2 separate regions of the Mus musculus genome follow, and region 1 is linked to region 2. A link is a contact called in public HiChIP or PLAC-seq data. All regions are on one chromosome and are shown on one strand. Each heading gives the region's core, a stretch centred on a gene start, on an enhancer-like site or on the middle of the called end of the contact. The rest is flanking DNA. Distances are from core to core; before and after follow the strand shown. Region 1 holds the start of Disp1 (dispatched RND transporter family member 1). Region 2 has its middle 4.3 kb from the start of Gm33747.

Region 1 (5,435 bases), core at 2,616-5,115, 150 kb after region 2:
CCCTACGAGGCTTATAGAGTTTCAGGGTTCCCTTAGCACCTGTGTCTTCACTGCCAATTTCTGCCTCAAAGAAAACTCTAAACTTCTCTTGGTCCTTATGATCCCCATTTTTAAGGCCTCTTGGAATATCCCATGAATGATGGAACAATTAGCTTATACTTGCGAAAATTCTTCACACTCCATTGATAGCACACAGCACTATGCACCCTAAATGAACATGTCAACAACACGACTACAGAATCAACCGATGAATTTCCAGCCTGAACCTGTCACTCCCTAAAACTTGACGAATCAGTGCCCTCCTCAACTGCTCTCCTGACTAGTCAGTCCCCTGAGGCAGGGTCGCTCCTTGAACTTGGCCTAGACTCTCTTGGCTAGGCTGGAAGCCAGCAAGTCCTAGGAATCCTCTGTCCCACTTGGAGCTGGGATTACATGGGTGCTGGGATCAGAACTCTGGTCCTCAGAGCTACACAGAAAGTGCTGCTAGTCACTGAGCCATTTCTCTAGCTCCCTTAAAATAAATCTTTAAATATAATAATTAATACTACACTGGCGATGCACTCGTCCACTTTTTTTCTGAGGAACCCTAACTGATACACTAAAACAGCAAAAGCCAAACGGGTACTTCTTAAAGTCAGTTGATAAACATCTCCATCTTTCTAACTGTTCAACTATGACACAACATGTTAAAGAAATGCTCAGATTGCTATTTCTAAGAATGCAATACCAACACATTAACAATGCTATTATCTCACTATGATCATCAATGATTAATCACTAGCATCGACCCAAATTAGCCCTGACTCAACACAAGCTTTAAGGCGTAGTATAAGCACAGAAAACCAAGCTAAAAATAATCATTTGCAAATGAGTAAGAAAATAGATACAAAAATATTCCACAACAAGGAAAAATGATAACCTTCCTACCATAAGGAGATAAAAATATGTGTAAAAGTAGTCAGCTTAAACATCAGTCATACTGGGATGGAGAGACAGCTCAGCGGGTAAGAGCACTGACTGCTCTTCCAGAGGTCCTGAGTTCAAATCCCTCCAACCACGTGGTGGCTCACAACCATCTGTAATGGGATCTGATGCCCTCTTCTGGTGTGTCTGAAGACAGCTACAGTGTGCTCATATAAACAAAATAAATCTTTTTTTTAAAAAAATTAGTAATACCAATACAGGGAATAAAACCAATGCAGAGTTCCTATACGAACTGAGGGCTCTTTGGCTCACCAAACAACACAGGAAAAGGATATGTCTCTTAAATTGCAGTAACACCTGGAACTCCCAATAGCAATGAACATTTGGTAATAGAATAGAATGCTGTCCACTTCTTAAGTGGATACCTTGGTATATTTTATGCCAAGTGTAAAATATACACCACTAGCAAACTATACACAAATTTCCCTATAAAAATGATCAGCTCTTTCTCAATGACAAATACTCGCAGGATGCCTCCAGTTCTTCTCCTCTTGGCCTCGGCATGATGGACTGCACCCTTCTTAACGGGACTCTGCCGTCTGTGTGGAGGCTCTGAATGCCCTTTGAGTCACTGAGGCCTGAGTCATTGTGGTCACTATGAAAAAAAGAGACTAGTTCAGTGAGAGAGGGGGGGACAAAAGCTGAGCGTAAGAGAAGGATGGAGTCTGTGTCAGCCATGTTGTGTGCTGTGCTATCTCCTAGGCCAAAAAGCTGTGTTCCCCCGGAGCATCTAGTCCTCTGGGCTGGATCAAGTGGCCAGGAATGGCTCTCTAGCTAGGATAAGCAGGTAGCTGACAAAGTACTAGATAATAATAAAACTAATAGCCAAAAGACATGGAACCAACAAACTCAACTGGTTGACACATCGCTAATTGGTAACTACTCAAATGTGAATGCATGCATATGAAGGCTGTTTGCATGATCATGATCTGGGCAGTTCTTCCTCAACAGACATACATCATGCCGCAGAAATAAAAGGAAGGTGTGAGCCCATACACACAAACAACTAGCAACTCTCCGCAGCTAACCAAAAGTCCTCACGAACATAGCTGACTATGAAACACAGCTAAATTATACAGAATGCAAAGAATTTATCTAAAGGGGAAAGCTAAGCAATTATTCAATAATTTCCAGCAACAAATAAGCATTCCACTGATCTCCCAAATCCAAGGCAATCAGACTTCGGACAGGACTCTCAGCTCTACGGCTGGAAACCTGCCTCAGAAGGCAAGCAATTCTTCCCTTTCCAGATGAACACTTCCACCACCCATGAACTATAAAGGCTCACGTATTCTCAAGAGCTTTTTCTCTTATAAAAGTGAAGGGAATAGTGGCTGGGGGGGCTCACAGGTTTTAAATCAAGATTAGATAAAATCAAGCCTTATCAGATAAGCAACAAGTCTACCTCAAAAAACGAAATTAAAGGGCCTGGAGAGATGGTTCAGCCGTTATGAACACTGGCTGCTCTTCCAGAGGACCTCAGTTTGCTTCCTAGCACCCACATGGCAGGCAGCCCACAACTCTAGAGACAGGCACTGTGATGCCCTCTTCTGGTTTCTGAGAACAACAGGCCCACATGTGGTGCCCAGACATACATGCAGGCAATAACACCCATACACATAAAAACAAACAACTTAAAAAAGAAATGAAGAGATGCAAAAAGAAATCAACCCAACAGTTAGCCCCATGACTTCAGAAGACTGCCTTCAATGTCTTCATTAATATGTTAAAGCACTATGTTAGGTGCATCCTGCATTACATCAGCTGTGCCACCCAACAAACCGTTCTTATAATAACTTGTCTCACTGCAGCACAAATCTCAAGTAAGTCAGTGAGATACCGGGTTATGGATAAATGCACAGTGCTTTCTGGTTTGTTTGTATGTTTGTATTTGTTTCTTCAAGTAGTTCAGGTCAGACCACCAAGTAAGATGTAAGTTACCAGTACTGGCAAATACCGGGGGATAAAATTAAGATTGTAACTCTTGGGAAGGGAAACACTTGAAGCAATCAGTATACACCAGCCTCCATCAGTGACAGTACTCTGGCTTTGCCTAGTTATGCTCAGTGTGTGGCAAGAATCCAATCTATTTAACATCTAAAAATGTGTCACCCCATTGAGAAGCAAACAGTAAGTCATAAAGTGCAAACATGAAGGTGCAAGCTTTGTCCAGATACTTACAAGCTCACTCCACGACAAAGGAAGTGGGACAACCTGAACTCCGCAAGGTAGAGAAGAGTCTAAAATGAAAACTTCAGTGGGCTTGCTTGTCTGAATCAAAGACCTAAAGTCCTATTAGTCTGACAAAGCCTGAACGGGAGCTAAGTGAGTAAGAGTTCAGGTTTTCCCTACGAATGTTGGGTATTCCCCTCCGAAGACCACTGGAAGAGGGGAGAAGTCTTAAGAGAAAGAAAGCAATGTATTGCAAAGAAAGCAATGCTGAGCATGCAAGCCTTGGCTGCTCATCTCGCAGATGAGTTAGGTCAAGACGTCCTTCTCATCTTTAACCCCGAGGGTGAAAAGAGCTGCCTCTGGAGCGTCTCCCTGCAAGCCCCCCAAGGCCATCTCGGGCCACCTTCCCTACGAGCCTGGGGACGCGGACACACCCCCATGGAAGATGTCACCTCGGCCTCCTCAGCCCCTCGCAGCCACCCTCCGCCGCCAGCCGTCCTCACCCCGAGATCCCTGCTCTCCCGCCGCGCCGACTCCCGCGTGCCTCCTCGGCCTCCCCGGACCGCGGGGACGCAGCGCCGAGAAGCATCCACACCGACCACGGGCGTCCGGGACACTGAGGCTCCGAACTCTGCTCCAGCCGGAGCTCGCGGATCCTGGCCCGGAGCCGCGCTTCCGCCTGGCGCGGGCCGCGGTCGCCAGCGGGACCGGAAGTCCCGCCTCCGGCTATGGGCCCAGGCCTCCTGCTACTCAAAGCCGCTGCAGCTGGGCTGGGGTGCAGAGGCACATGCATCTCCTGTCTCCGTCTTAGCTGTCACTTAGCCAGTCTACAAATGCTGGGCCAGGTGTCCACTAGATGACTCTGAGACCGACCTCTGAGCCCACATTCTGGTTGAAAGTTGAGCTAAACAAAAGCAGTAGCTAATCAGACACCGCGAAGGACTATGTTTTATTTAATTCATTCAGACTGTTTCTTTTCTCCATCACTCATGAAACAAGAAAATGGTAGACGGAGAACCACACCTTGACACACTGTCTAGTTATCTTTAGCTCTTGTTTTTTGTTAAAACCTACTTTCATGTCAGGACTCTAAGGATAACTAAGAGGCATTGAAGTCAAGGCTGGGGACTCTTGTATCTCCTTATCCTTCACAATGTAGCAATTTTGAATAATTCTCTTTTTCTGCTTTTTACTATTAATTTGGGTCCTTTAATTGGCTTACTGAGGATAGGTGGCTGAACCTGGTGTGTTGGAGCACAGGCTGTAACCCTACAAGAAGCACAATTTGTTGTAACACAGCAGTGCTGTGGGAATGGTATGGTGTGTAGAGTTGAGCAAGAAGACGGACTATAAATAACAATTTCAGTTGAGACTGAATTAAAGAACAAATAAGAGTTAAAGTAGGCAAGGACATGCATAGCAGTATACCAGAAAGTAAGAGCCTGTCTTGTTCAGGCAACTGCATAGAAGTACAGTCAATTAAAGTCCAAGACCTCAAAGGCAAGAAAAAAACATAGACAAGACCAGATGTTGCTGTACTTTCGTAGTGGTTTGTAGATTTGGCCCCCCCAAAGATTCGTGTTTGAATGCATGGCCCACAGGGATTGATACTATTAGAAGATATGTCATTGTTAGAAAAGGTGTGGCCTTGTTGGAGGACATGTGTCACTGTAGGGGTGGGCTTTGAGGACTCCTAGTGCTCAAGCTCTGCCCAGGATGGAAGAAAGGCAAAATGCAGAACCCTCAGCTCCTTTACCAGCACCATGTCTGCCTGGCTGCTGCCATGTTTCCTGCCATGACGATAATGGACTGAACCTCTGAAACTCTAAGCCAGCCCCAATTAAATGTTTGCCTTGGTCCTAGTGTCTATTCACAGCAATGGAACCCTAACTAAGACAACTTTATACCAAATATTTTAGCTTCAAATTTCATACAACAGAGTCAATGGAGTCACCATTAGAATAGACAAAACAGCGGATCCTGGGGTTGCCCAGAGTGACTGTCCTAGCTAACAAAGAAAAGAAAAACCTGAGACTGGGCGTTTTAGCTCAATGATCATGGTATGTACCAACTCGCATGAGGCCCTGGGCTTGCTATCCAGCATCCTACAAACCTGGCATGGTGATGCAGGCGTGGAAATGTAACACTCAGGAGGAAGAGGCAAGAGCATCAGGGGTTGCAGGGCGTCCTCAACTCCATAGCCAGGGTGAGGCCAGCCTGGGACACGTGAGATAGAAAGGGAAGTACAGGAATCAGAGGAAGGGTGCTGAGGAAAATAA
Region 2 (5,328 bases), core at 1,939-4,438:
AGAATAAACTGGGCTGAGGGTCCTTGGCTAGAACCTGGCAGATCTTCACAGCTTCCTCACAATGCATCTGAACGCAACGTGCTTATTTATAGAGACGTCTGATGCATTATTTCCTGACTGTCAGGATCTGTGAGAGCATTCTCAGAAAGAAAGAAAAATAATAATAATCTTTGCAAAAAAAAACCACATGTCCTAGTTACTTTTCTGTTGCTGTGACAAAGTCTTTGACCAAAGCCAACTTGAGGAATGTTTATTTCAGTTTACAGCTTATAGTTCATCAGAAAGGGAACTCGGGGCAGGAACCTGGGGATAGGAACTGAAGCAGGGACCATTGAGAAACGTCGACTGAGGTTTTGCTACCTACAGATTGCTCAGGTACCTTTCTTACTGTCTCTCTCCAGGACCCTAACCATTCTTTTGTGCCCTACTCATGAGCCTTGGTGCTAGCTTGTGCTCATGCTCAAAACACACACACACACACACACACACACACACACACACACAATCCCAGTGTTAGAAGTGTATGAAGGACCACTAAGGCAGGCAGAGCACTTCTGTGAATTTCACATCAGGGGTGGGAATGGGGGTAGCCCATGCCAAGTAGGGCCTGGGAACCACTGGGAGCCTCTGCCAGTCCAGTGCCAACCCCGGTCATACAGGAATAGCTCTCATGCAGGCTAGCTGCCACCCTGCTTGGAATCTGGGAATGAGGCCGAGTGGCTACAGACATCTCACAAACGTACACAGAGGCATGCAGCTCAGAAGGCTGGGAACTCCCACGATTTGTTGCAAAACAAAAACACTCAGTACTCGAAACCGCAGAGCAAGGAACCCACAGTCCATCCAGGCACACAAGGCGGAGGTGGGCATTCAGGAACTTTGTTGGGGGTCTGTAAGGACAGGACACGGTTGGGCAGGGCTTCCCCCGAAGCACTTCCATGGACCCAGGCCTGCTCTGCCCCAGGTTCTTTGTCAGTGACAGAAATCTCCACTGAGCAGCGCCTGCCTCCAGCCCAACAGGACAACAGGACATGGCCTCACAGACTCAGGCCTCCTGTTCCTGAGCACATCGCTAGCCTCAGAAGCGATTCTCTGGAGAGGAGGGAGGAGGGTTAACAGAACTCCTGAGTTCTTTGCCTCTAGATGGACAAATTTCCTGAGCCTGTCATGGAGTCTCCACGAGAGAGCAGCAAAGGTTGCCCCGCCCCTTCCTCTCTTCTAGGGGAACAGCTGCTCTGAGTGATGGAGTTCCCACCAGTGATGGAGTTCCTCCCTGTCGGATGGGCCCGGGGGAAGATTTAGAAGAAGGGTCCTTTGGATAAGACCAGGCCAGATCCATGTCCCTCCCTTCCCTGGTGCCCTGCCGCCTCCTCAGCCTTGCCAACTTTCTCTTCTCTGCCCACCCATAACTCAGTGTTCTCTCCAGAATCCAGCCAAAAGCAGGTACCACGGTAAGATTGAGAGTGACCGTTTGGTTTTGAATATCATAGAGACCTTGTGTAATTTGATGATTCTAGTTGGTCCCATATTGTGATGATAGGAAATCAGACTAATTTAGGAACAGGATGCTGGGGGGATGGTGAGAGGGATAGACGAGCAGCTTTTATATGGGCATGGATGGAAGACACATTCGATAAACAAAGCCAGTTTCACAACCAGCCCTGGTGCACTGTGCCAGTCTTAGTAGTCATTTAACCTCTCAGCCTCAGTTTCTTCATCTGAAAATGGGAATTCCATTGTAAATTTAGAGAACCGGAAGAGGTTCTATAAATAAGAGGATGTTGAGCCAGCATTAGCCATTATTTATTTTATTGATTACTTGATTGATTTTGAGACATTTACTTTGGCTCTCAGATTCAGGAGGACACAGGGCCATCATGGTGGGGACAGTGTGGTAGGGACATTGTGGTGTGCCTTGTTCACATCTTGACAAACCAGGAAGCAAGAAGCTTTGACTAGAACCCAGAACTGATATCACCTATGAGTTCCAGAGAAACCTACTTCTGCTTCCTAAGCCCCAGGTCCCCATGTCCTCACAACCTTTCCAAACAGCACAACTTGCTTTGACGAAAAGCTGAGAGACAAGCAGTCTCTTGCCTACTTCCAGGCCTGGGGGCCTCTCCCTGGGGATAAGGCTTTGACCCAACTTTGCTCCAGAGTTGTGGATATAGGGAAGTGACCTGGAGCCACTGGACCACTCAAGAGACATAGAAGGCGTGGGCTTGGCGCTCATGCTGGCCTCCTGCCCGTCAGGCTATGGCGCCATCCTACAGTTGCTACTGTTGTTCTGTAACAGACTCCAAAAACTTGTGGAAGCTCTTTGCAGGTCCCCAAAGCCAACCTAGAGTCTACAGGGCTTATAGCAAGCCTAAGTACTCCATTTCTCAGCCTAGAAGTCTCTGCAGAAGGCATTCCATAGCTAGGAATTTAGGGAGAATGAGAGAAAAATCCTTTACAGTGGGTGATAGCCCGAGGGAGGAGTGCTGAGGATTCCTGAGGGTCTGATGGCCTGTCCCCCATAGCCACTTTCTGAGAAGGTCAGGGATTCCACAAGGGTCGTGGCAGAACTTCCAGCTGCCTTCTGATCTCGTTGGCCCAGAGACAGAGCTGGGGACCCGATGGAGACTGTGTGGAGGTACTGGGAAGCACCGCTTACCCACCCTGCTGGTTCAGCATGGGTCCATTGATAATTCAGCTGAACACAGCTTCTGCCACTGGCAGCGCTTCTTGCTGGGTTTTCTTGGCAGTGGTGCCCATAATCTCCTGATATAGCATCTAATTTGAACTTCTGCAAGCATTCTCCCCTCAAAATGCTTAATTATTATGTTCTTCTCCATACCAAGGGAGTCTTTCCAGCCGACTGAAGCTCCCTAGAGGAAGAAAGGATAAGCTAGTGATGAGTGGCATGCTCTCAGATCTGGTAAATCCTGTGGGGCTTGGCTTGGCAGCAGTGTTCAACCCCCAGGCTTTATCTACTGGGAAACGGAGGGCAAAGCTCCATGTGAGACGCAAATGGAAGGCGGGATGTGGTGGTTAGCTTTTTGTTACTGTAACAAATGCCCAACTTGTAAAAAGAGAAGGATGTTATGTCCCAGTTTAGGTTTCCGGTCAGTGATTGACTGGCTGGGTTGGGTCTGTGGTGGGGTGTGAAGCACTAACTGTGTGGGGGAGCAAAACCATTCATCTCAAACCTGGGGAACAAAAGAGGAAGAGATCCACCCATGACCTAAAGTCTCCCTCAACAGCTCTGCCTCTTAAAGGTACACATCTCCCAATAGTGCCAAACCCAAACCAAGCCTTTAACACATGGCTTTCTGGAGAACGTTCCAAACTGAAGGAAGCCTTATCCCACGGCTCTATCCTGCAGCATCTGTAGGTCCTGTGTACCGTCCCCGAGTTGCTCTTCTGTTTTGTCCTTGGGTACCACGCTGTCCCTTGGGCAGAACAATATACTCTTATAAACATGCCACACAACCTATGACCTTTCAAAAACTCCTTGACTACACTTGCTTCCCTCCAGGGAATGAGAGGCTGTGGCCAAGTTTCAAGGCCACAAGGAGCTTGCTATCTCCTTCTATGATAGGGCTGAGCAGAGGCCATCTGACAGCATAGTCACTAGAGTCATCCCTGGACAGCAAAGCCAAGTATGATCATTCTCAGTCTTCTTGCTTAGAGACTTGCCACGGGGCCCTTGGACCACAAGACAATTTGGGAAACCTGCCGAGTGGATGAATTCTCCCCAAGACATGTGGTCAATCTCATTACCATAGGCTAAGGAGAGATGGCTGCACAGCCCCACAGACTCTGGGCCAGACATGTCATGCAAGTGACCAAGACCAGCCTTGGTGAGAGTATTTACACCCCAGAAATTGGCAAGGGATACAGATTGCCCCTGCCTTCATTAAAGAGCCTTATCCCAGCCTCACATCCCCTGTCCTTACTCCAGAGGCAGAAGTCAAGGCTCTGCTGGGATTGCCTGATGGAGGACAAGCGGCTGTAGTGAACTTCCAGGGGGCCAAGGCCTCATCTACAAGAGGAGGAGGCTGAACCAGTTTCTAAAGTAACCCAGCCACTTTTTGTATAGTTTAACTATCTCATGGTCAACATAAGCCAATCAATTTAGATATTTAATTTTCCTCCCTGGTGAGCACTCCAGCAGATGCTCAGGCTTCGCAACATCTTGGTAGCCAATGAGTGCTTTATGGTTGAGCATCCAGCTGCTGACTGTGCACCGAAAGCCTGTGCTATATGTGCATACCACACCTACCAAATGGCCTCCCAAGATCAAGCCCTTGTGGTTTGAAAGGGCCCCTTTTCAGGGCTGCTGGCTTTCCCAAGAGAGCTTACAGAGCCCATTAGACATGTATAGTGCAGAAAGACTGGATGGGCACAAGATGCCCCAACTTTAGTCCTGACAGAAGGCACTTCAGGCCACTCCCTCTCTCAGACAGGCATGTCTTCTCTCACCGACCGTCCCTCAGCACTCTGCTCCCCATAGTCAGAGAGTTGTTCATGAGGTGAGGCCTACAGCCTACGCTCCTTCCTACAGCAGAAAACAGCTGTGACTTGGCTGTGAAATAGTTCCCGATCAAGTGTCCCGAAGAGATGGACTGGGTCATCCAAGTGTGCCATGGTGGGGGTTAGCAGATAGCTCTGAGAACGCTGAGGAGGCCGCAATGCAGGCAGAAGCACGTGGCACCAGAAGCCAGCGGGCGCACTCGGTGTTCCCAGGGGAGGGAGGGCGTGGAGATGAAAATGATTCTTTCAGAAAACTTGAATCTGAGGGAGGGGTGCAGGGGCTGATGGCTGCCAGACTTGGCAACTTTCTATTCCTAGTCGTCTGTCCTCACAAATAGGCTGGTGACATGGGCCAAACAGTGAGCAGGCCGTGGAGTGGTCACCATGTTGTTGAGGGAGGGCCTGACTTCCAGTGTCTCTGAGGAAGAGAGGCGACTGAGAAAACGTCACTTCCTATTCTCAAACCCACCCTGTGAGCAAGACAGGTAGGTGCAGCCCAAGGGGTTTCCTGCACAGATAGTGTATGATGTCTGGGGCTGGCACACATCTTATCATCCAGCCAGGGAGGTACCCAGTGTGGTTCTATCCAGCACGGATGCAGAGAGAAGACAGGACAGGCCTCTGCCCACGCAGCTGCTGCCTGGGTCTGGATCTGTTTCCCCAGTCAGCGTCCGGGGATCCATCTCCCTTTGTTCTCCCTCAAAGCTAAATCCAGCTGTTTCTGTTCTTCCCTCCAGCTGGTCCAGTCCAGTTAACAGGACAGCTCACATCCTGGCCCTTCCTCTTGTGGGTCTGGAAGGACTCCCAGCA

What was found. HiChIP or PLAC-seq counts read pairs in DNA pulled down with a chosen protein or histone mark.
Region 1: an H3K27ac HiChIP or PLAC-seq map of the HPC-7 cell line shows a contact between it and region 2, with 6 times the contacts expected there. The contact joins the promoter of Disp1 here to the enhancer-like site in region 2. A contact is called at or near these places in 1 of 39 promoter capture datasets (embryonic stem cells), 34 of 484 Hi-C or Micro-C datasets (the AML12 cell line, B cells, the BV-2 cell line and 22 more), 12 of 115 datasets of contacts at active chromatin or transcription factors (the HPC-7 cell line, bone marrow-derived macrophages, embryonic forebrain and 7 more) and 3 of 9 other capture datasets (adipose tissue, liver and pancreatic islet).

The regions. Positions count from the first base shown.
Region 1 is chr1:183,217,664-183,223,098 of GRCm38.p6, forward strand. Disp1 (dispatched RND transporter family member 1) reads right to left here and starts at 3,866. Exons shown (of 10, transcript NM_026866.3): 1 at 3,660-3,866.
Region 2 is chr1:183,067,308-183,072,635 of GRCm38.p6, forward strand. No RefSeq gene overlaps it. Among named protein-coding and RNA genes, the nearest start is that of Gm33747, 4.3 kb to the left of the region's middle. Within about 2 kb of position 3,189, at least 17 of the 459 cell types and tissues checked have an H3K27ac peak or open chromatin away from gene starts, as enhancers often do. A contact at or near this core is called in the HPC-7 cell line, where this site is marked.